Linked DNA regions of Ovis aries: region 2 is linked to region 1. A link is a contact called in public Hi-C data. All regions are on one chromosome and are shown on one strand. The core of a region is the stretch at or near the end of the contact, and the rest is flanking DNA. Distances in the headings are between cores, read along the strand shown.

Region 1 (4,397 bases), core at 1,026-3,525:
TTGAGAGTTGAGAGTGACTGAGGGAAGGGCAATGGCCGCTGTGGAAAAGTATGCCCCCTAGGAGTTGAGGCCAATCTTTTAGGTAGCTATCTTTTGAACATTGAATGGTTGTGTTATAAGTTAAAAATTTATAAGTAATACCAAACATACACACATTCAGATTCAATATTTACAAGCAATACTGCCAGATATTTTAAAAGGAAAAAAAAAAAAGCATGCACTTAATATATTCACATTGACTCAATAGACATGAGTTTGAGCAAGCCCCGGGAGTTGGTGATGGACAGGGAAGCCTGGCGTGCTGCAGTCCATGGGGTCGCAAAGAGTAGAACACAACTGAGCAACTGAACCACACTAATATATTCACAAGAACTAGCTTTTTAGAAAGTAAATGTGTATGTTTCAGAATACCTTGGCAAAAAGATCAAGTCATGAATTGAATCTGATGGACACTTAAGATGTAAAATAGGACAGTCCTCACTTTTAGATCCCCTCTGATGTGACCATCTGCTGGGGGATTAAGAGGCTACCAGGGAAGCCCTTGGTAGCTCAGCTGGTAAAAATCTGCCTGCAATGCAGGAGACCCCAGTTCATTTCCTGGGTCAGGAAGATCCCTTGAGAAGGGATAGGCTACACACTCCAGTATTCTGGCCTGGAGAATTCAATGGACTGTATAGTCCATGGGGGTCACAAAGAGTCAGACATAATGAGTGACTTTTACTAAGGCTACACAGTTCTCTCCAGCCTCTAAAAGGCCCCATTCTGCCATGGGGTATGAATATATAAGTAACCAGCATCCTGGAACCCCAAAGGGCACCAGGAGCATAGAGGAGGTAACAGTTCTGCTTGGAAGGAAAGAACTGCTTGGAAGGAAAGGACACACCTTACTGCTCCCTCACTGTTCTCCTTTAGAGCAAAATCCATAGCCAAATGAAAGTGTGCAGATGGTAAACATTATGTCAGAGTGAATCACCTGAGTGAGCTTTGAAATCACATGAAGGGTAACCTCTGGGCAGTCTCTGCTCATCTCTCACTCTCAGTTTCTTTGTGTGTAGTGTGAAGCTCGTATACACACTCCCATCAGAATTGGGGGTAAGATTAAATGAGGAGTCTGTATGGAAAGCCCTTTGTACAGTGGCTCCTCAGGTGGTTAAATACAGTAAATGTTAAAAATCATTTTTATTTCTTAAGAAATAGTAGGTATAGGGATGGGAAGAGAGTGTTTAGGGATTCTTACCCAGTCCTATGGGACTAGAGCATGAAGTTAAAACGGAGAGTCCATAAAAAACAGAGGCCAAAAGGAGGCCACATTGTGGATTTTTTAATGCCCAGGAAACGATTCCAACTTGATGCAAATACAGTGAGGAAATATCCAGTCTTTAGGCAGTCAGCTAATGTGATCATGTGTTTCAGAAGGTTCATTCTAAGGATATAGATATAGAACAGGGGAGCCATTAGGAAACCTTCCACTGAGGGAACAATTTCTGCTGTGAAAGCAGAATCATTTTTATAATTTGTGAGTCATTTTGAATATTATTGTGTTTATTAGTTATAGATTTCTTTGGAAATGTATTTTAAGAGTTTTTGCATTAATGGTATTACAATTGTAATGCTAAAATATTTATACAAATCTATCCTAAAAAATTGCCAGTATGATGATTCCACTTTCAAGAACTATATTAACTCTAAATACAAAGTTTTATTTTGAAGATGACTTGCCAGAAACACTATTCTGTAAAGCGAGGTACGCAAGGATTCAGACGGTGAAGGAGGCAAGAAACCAAAACTGCTTCCTTTTGTGCGTCTGAATTCACTGTACAATACTTGCTTTTATCACCTTGACGTTTTCTCTTTACATCATGAAAAAAATGAATGGGATACATTTTGGTGATAGTCACGAATGCATGTATTTTTCAAAAGAGAATAATCTTTTGAAAATTTAAAATTGTATGTTTGGTTGGATAACCTTAAAATACCAAAGACAGATTGTAAGGATTAATGAATATATTGAAATATGTTTTAGTAGGGACAGAAACGTAATTTTTGGTTTTGATCTTATACAAATTATATCAACAACAAAAATTCAGATGACAAGTAAATACAGAATAGTTGTATATCTAAAAGCTAAAATGTTTTGTAACATCTGATTGAATATCTTAAGGATTGATTAAGTACCAAAGGAGTCAGAAAACTACAGATTTAACTTGAGGCAAATCTTGTACTTTTCCCCCCTCTAGTGGTGGTTTTAAGAACTGCTCTGTCCTCATGGAAATTCTCATAGAGTGACGAAGGAGAAAATATCCAAACTGTACCCTGAGGCCCTAACAAACTAAGGCAGAAGAGAGCTAGTTGATTTTAGAGAATCTTCAGAATGCTTCCAAGAATGCAAAAAGAACTGTTAGTTTGGAACCACAGACAGCTGTTTTGATTATTCTTGCTTATGTCTTCTTAGACCCTTTTGTAACATGAGATTGCTAAACTCAGAAGGGAAGCTTGAATTTTCATCTGGGGCAAAGGAGTCACACGTGAGACACAAGTGACACTGACTCTCAGAAGCTCTGGGAGCTGGGCCCTTAGCAAACATGCTCCTGGGCTTGGATCCTGTGCGAAACCAGCAGACAGCTAACAGCATGCCAGGGAAATCAGGATGATACTCTTACATGATTTGGCAAGATCCTCGAAATGAAGTTGCACAGACAGTACAAAGAGGTTTGCTATAAAATTTCAACTCAAGAGTGATAGTCATATACAGCATCCACATTAGAAAGACACTTTTTAAAATTGAAACTGAAGTTACGTATTTTCTCATCTTTGCCTCTAGCATTAGTTTAGTCCCAGAATTAGATGCAATTAGTAAAAGCAGGTCTGTAGAGCGCCTTAAATACGTTTTAATTCCTATGGCTGGAGCTAGATACCCATTTTTTTCCATGCCCCTTAGAGAGAATTGAACCTGTGGCCTCTATGTGGTTGTAGATACATAAATATTTCCAGATCACTTTGATCCTGTTATGAGAATTAAATGGATCAAAATGTCTCTAAATTTTCATATAGCTTTGTGTAAACCCAGTGACTGTATAAGTGTTTATATAACACTTCTAAAAGCTCTTCAGTTTTCACAAATGCAAGCTTTTTCTTTGTAGGCAGACAATTGCTTTTAACAAGTGAGTTCAGATTCGCCACTGGAGTGAATTTAATAGCCTGGAGATCCTGTTTCACTTTCTGAGAGAACAGATCCTATAAACTGCATTCTCTGTGCCATTCCACTTCCTGTCCTCAACGATGGGGATGCAGGGAAACAGCTGTTGTGTGGGAACTGTTCGGAGCTCTGTTTCTCAAACCACAGGTCATGCAAGGGTGGTTATGTAGGCTCTGTTTCCCTTCCTTCCAAAATAGTACCCAAGGCTCTTCTGACCCTGCCTCCTTCCACCTCTGAATCGTAAGCCTACTAGGGTGTAAGTTTATCCTACTTCCTTTTGTTGTATTTATTTTTAACTGAAGAGGAATAAATGCATATCCTGAGAGAGGCTAGAGTTCCCTTGAAAGACCTGCTAGGTAAAATATATATGAGTATATGTGACTCAGTTCTTTTGGTTACAGGGTTAACATCCAGTGAATCTCCTAAAGTCTAAAGCAAACCACCTCACTCTGAATTATATATTTTAATAGACTTTTTTTTTTAACCTTACTCCTAAATGGTATATAGAGAGATTTAATTATTTGATATGGTTAGTAAAAAATCTGCCTGCAATGCAGGAGACCCAGGTTTGATCCCTAGTTCAGGAAGATCCCCTGGAGGAGGGCATGGCAACCCACTCCAGCATTCTTGCCTGGTGAGTCCCATGGAGAGAAGAGCCTGGCAGGTTACAGTCTATAGGGCAGCACAGAGTTGAACATGACTAAAGGGATTCAGCATGCACACACACACACAGGCATTTACTGAGGTTTACCATTATTCAGATGCCAAAGGATAAGCAATATGCAATGGATTAAGGGATATGCTGCCTAGATTATACTGAAGAAGGTGGAAACAAGTTTCCTTAGAGGCTTGAGGCAGCTGAGGCAGATGCCCCACCTGGAAGACACACTCGTCCTCTCTGCCTTGTTGACTGTATAGACATCACAAAAGACATTTTAGTAATGACCATGTGGTTAGTCCTTCTCTTCCTCCTTAACTCAGTCGTTGTAATTTGCGTGAAGAATGACATTGCTATTTTTGCTTCTCATTTCAATGACTTCCCTTAGGAAATTCATGATTTAGAAAGTAAGTTGACGTTGCTTTCATAAAAATAGGATGAGGAATTCTTTTTAAAGAATTTATTCTTAATTGGAGAATAATTGCTTTACAATATTGTATTGATCTGCCATATAACAATGTGAATCAGCCATAAGTATACATA
Region 2 (4,397 bases), core at 1,028-3,527, 1.3 Mb before region 1:
GGGATTCATTGGATTCATTAACACTTCTTGCTTTGACAATTGAAATTGACTGCTGCAGATTTAAAAGCAAAGAACAGAGGTTAAAATCGCCTCTTGGAACACTAGAGTGTCAGAACTGTAGAATTTCTGGATTTGCAGGCTTAAAGATAGGGGTAGCAAGGTCTGGGGAATCCTGGCTTCAAACATTCGCCCTTGGGTAGTCTTGGACTTCACCATTCCAGATCTCATTTTCCTCTTTTATAATATGAAGCGGTTAGGTTAGATTATCTTCAGTGTCTCTTACAGATTTAAAATGCTATGATTTTAAATAATTCAATGTTTACTCTATCAGGTTGTATTTTCTCAAATATTCCTTGTGCTCTTAATTAAATATTTCATAAGCCAAGGGACATGATTTAAGGTCACAAAGTTCAATGTCACCTAAGTTAAGACTGATTTAGTAAAAACACAAGATTGATTTCGAAAGATATGAATGAATTCCGGGTTTTGAGATGTGTGTAAAATATTGGTCTAAAGATTTCTTTAATAAGCAGGAGAAACATATTTGAATAGCTGCATTTAAGATTAGTATATAAGACATGAAAATAACCTGTCCATTTCAGAGTCATTTTAAAACTATTTCCATATCTCCCATAAATAAAATTGAACCTATGCCTAGATTTTTTTAAGGAGATAAATTTTTTCTAATGTATTTTTAAATGCCAATTATTTTGAGTGTTTCTAAAGGGATGATAGCAGATTAAGCTGTTTATAGATAGAAGCAATAGAACAGTAACTATCAACAAGACAGAGAACGCTTTCTCAAATATGAGTAGATGAAGCCAGTCTGTATTGTCTAGATGTGGCTTAAAATGTTTTCAATTTTAAATAATTGGATTAGTAGAACTAACAGTAAATAAAGAAATCTTGAGAATAAAATATATTTTAGGGTTGATTTATAAGTAAAAGTATATGCCTGCTTTTCCTTTACCAAGGTATTTCAGACAAGGTAGAAAGATTTTTATAAAAATAAGCATCCAGTGGATCATATGATGATATTTCTTTTTAAGGAAAATTACTATTTCTACAAAAACTCTCTGGTATTTTAGTTTGCATCCTTTTTTTTTCTTTAAAAAATAGATTTGTGGATCTTTACCTGAAGAAATGTTCCTCCCACACATCCAAACATTTTAGCTGTGATTTGTGAACAATACTCCCTGTGATATGTGTGTGTGTGTGTGTGTGTGTGTGTGTGTGTGTGTGTGTGTGTGTAGGAATTAGCAAACACTCTGGGTCCAAATGTGTATAAACATCCCTTTAGCACTGAGTGTGGTGATGGGTGCAGAGGTGAGGGAGAAATACAGCTGGCCAAAGCTATTTTCCCTTAAAACCGGAGTTGTTGGGGTGAGCCCGCAATTCAGCACTGGTGGGCCCCACTTCACAACCAGGGTGGTGTGATATAATTTGGGTGCTCAGTATACAAATTTTAATAGTAGCAGATGAAATAGAAACCAAACTCCGAAGAAGTTTCCAATGGATGCATGGCCTTTTCCTTTTTGGCAAATCTTTGGCTCATTATCAGACACATGTTCCTCCAATTTACCCACCAACAATTTCAGTTTACTATTGCCACTAAAAGCTTATGGTGAAAAGACCTGGTACCGCGAGTGCCCTGTTATTCTTATTACTTGGGGTCACAACCACAAGACTTCATACTATGGAACAAACACACACGTACACCCTTACCAAACAGGGCAAAGAGAAGTAAAAGGTGAAAACAAGATGAATTCACGCACGTTATTGTCTAAAGGCAGTTTAATATTTATGAACTGTCTCTCTCTCTCACACACACACACACACACACTCACACGCACACACCCCACAAAGTCTTTAGGCTCCAGTTACAAGCCCTGCGTCATCTTACCAGATCACATGGTAATTGTTGCTATTTCAAGGATCAAGTGGCATAAAGCTCCCCCCTCACCCCACCCCACCCCAGCCCTTCCCTTTGGTACCATATAGCGTGCAAGAGTGATTATTGTGTGATGGGGTGAGACCAGGCGCACTGGTCCAACCCTCCCAACTGGAAACCAGGCTCTCGGTGGGGTGGCGCGCGCGCCGTGTTCTCACGAAGTGATTGGGAAAGGGGGACGGGGGAGGGGGTCTCAGGGGAGGAAGGGCAGCTCTAATTGGTTTCTCAATGAAAGATAATCACCTATTCCCCCGAGAGGCGGGGGATTAGCACTCTGCCTCTCCTCTCCGGCGCTTTTAGACTTCTCATCCTCCCCTCGATGCTCCTAGTCCATTCAGCAGAAGCGGAGCGAAGACCGCGGCTCCTCGCGCCGCAGTAGGGGCAGCGCCGCCGCGCTCCGGGACCCAGCGCCCATTCACTCGCCCCGTGCGCTCCCGCCTCGCCCGGCTGCAGGCCCCGCCGCCGTCGCCCGAGAGAAAGTTTCGCGGAGGGGCTCCGGGAACAACATGAGCGAGCTGGAGGAAGACTTTGCCAAGATTCTCATGCTCAAGGAGGAGAGGATCAAAGAGCTGGAGAAGCGGCTGTCAGAGAAGGAGGAAGAAACCCAGGAGCTGAAGAGGAAGCTGCATAAATGCCAGTCAGTGCTGCCCGCGCCCTCGACCCACATCGGCCCGCGGACCACCCGGGCACAGGGCATCTCGGCCGAGCCGCAGACCTACAGGTCCTTCCACGACCTCCGACAGGCGTTCCGGAAGTTCACCAAATCCGAGAGGTAGGCGCCGCCGGGGCGCGGGCCGGAGCGGGGCCGGAGCGGGCGGACGGGCGGGCCGGGCGCCGGGGGCGCCGGGGGCTCCGGGCCGCGGCGGCGGGGCTCGGTGCCCGGCGCGCCGAGTGGGGGCGGCCCCGGCGCGCCGGGACCGGGGAGTGTTTATTTTTGTTTCTGCCCGTCACGTGCTGCGCTGGTCTCCGCCGGGCTGGGAAAGGCGAGCTCCTCGGGGAAGCGCGCCCCTGTGGCGTGGGGGTGGGGAGGGGAGCGCGGAAAGTTCGGTCGCGCCCGCTAACTTGGCCGCTGCGCACCCCGCCGAAGTCGCGCGGTCTTCCCTGCGCGCACCCCTGGGGAGACTACCTCCCGGGACAGGACCCGGCCCATCCCGGGGCCTGGAGAGCTTCCTGGAGGTGACCCCCCAGACCCAGGCCACAGGGCATGCTCCGTGCGCCGCTGGAGCCTCCCGGGAGCGGCGACGGGAGGCTGCACAGGGCGACCGCGTTCGGTTTAGGAACTGAACTTGCCCAGAGCCCGAGCCGGGCTGGGAAGGCGCGGAGGGGGTGAGGGGAGGGGGGCGGGACTGGGGTGCGTCTCCACTGCAGGGATCAGCCTCCGAGGGTCACTCTCCAGGCAGCAAGTGATGTCAGCAGGAAATTGGAAAGAAACACCACTTCTTGGATGTTGGTTTGCTCAGTTTGTGTCCCTTCCAGAAGTGTCCACCTCTTGGGCTGCATAGGGCTTGGAGGTGGCTCGGTGACCTTGCACCTGAAGCAGGTTTGGGGCTACTGCTCAGCCCTGTCCTAGAGTCGGTACTACCGCCCCCTCTTGTTTGTCTTCGGAGTCTGTCCCCGGAAAAAGTTGGGATGAAGAGGGAGGGGAGCTGCTTCTCTGGGCGCCTCCGGGCTCCTTCCTTCCCTCTTCCCGCCACGCTGAGAGCCAAGTCCTGCCAGTTCACAGTTGTGTGTCGCTCTTTCGTGGTGCGCAGAGGAGGCCCGGCGATTTTGGCCATAAGTAGGAAGTGTTTGCTCTCCGCTCGCTGCCTTCCCCGGAGAAGGCTGATCGATTGGCTGCAGCATTAAAGCGCCTCTGGACATTAGGGAGAGGAAGTGCAGACTCCAAAGCCCATTACTGGCTTTTAGTCTCTGGAAGTGCACGGCCGAAAGTGCATCTCGCAGGATATTGAATATTCCATTAGGCGTGCCTTCATGCCCGCCTACCTCTTACCCCTTCCTTCTTGTTAGATCGCTTGGTTGTCTGAGTTTGGGGCCCTCAGGGGACCCCTAAATCAATCCCTCCCCCTAAGCTGACTTTGAGGCCAGTGCTTCTGAAGAGCACGTCGTCTTGTCCGTCCATCCAGGCCGCTTGCAGGACTCTCGATGTCCCCCCGCTTTTCCCCTGCCCTCTTTCCTTGTCTGTTTCAATTGTGTACTGATTCCAGTGTATGTGGGATGGGGGAGGGGATCAGTGAAGCCTGCAGGAGTTGAGAGCTATCAAAAGAAGACCAGGAGCTGGGAGTAGGTTGGGTCAGGCAGAAAGGACTTCACCTTGGGAACTGCAGGCCCACTCTGAACCAGCGTCTCAAGGGGCAGCCTTCAGGTTTCCTGAGCAATACTACACTTACGAAATGACACTGTCCACATGGCACCTTTCGGCCCACGCTGCCGTGGAAGTTCCTATCAA

What was found. A called contact is a pair of places that touch in the nucleus more often than the background predicts.
Region 2: a Hi-C map of tail adipose tissue shows a contact between it and region 1, with 4 times the contacts expected there. The contact joins the promoter of PRKG1 here to the enhancer-like site in region 1. A contact is called at or near these places in 8 of 16 Hi-C or Micro-C datasets (blood, hypothalamus, mixed tissues and 4 more).

The regions. Positions count from the first base shown.
Region 1 is chr22:6,773,484-6,777,880 of ARS-UI_Ramb_v3.0, reverse strand. All of the region lies in intron 9 of PRKG1 (protein kinase cGMP-dependent 1), which reads left to right. Among named protein-coding and RNA genes, the nearest start is that of DKK1, 140 kb to the right of the region's middle. Within about 2 kb of position 2,275, at least 5 of the 54 cell types and tissues checked have an H3K27ac peak or open chromatin away from gene starts, as enhancers often do. A contact at or near this core is called in muscle and tail adipose tissue, where this site is marked.
Region 2 is chr22:8,078,596-8,082,992 of ARS-UI_Ramb_v3.0, reverse strand. PRKG1 (protein kinase cGMP-dependent 1) reads left to right here and starts at 2,277. Exons shown (of 18, transcript XM_004020002.6): 1 at 2,277-2,723. The coding sequence starts at 2,458. LOC132658439 (a long non-coding RNA gene) reads right to left here and starts at 2,881. Exons shown (of 2, transcript XR_009598090.1): 1 at 2,671-2,881; 2 at 1-2,532.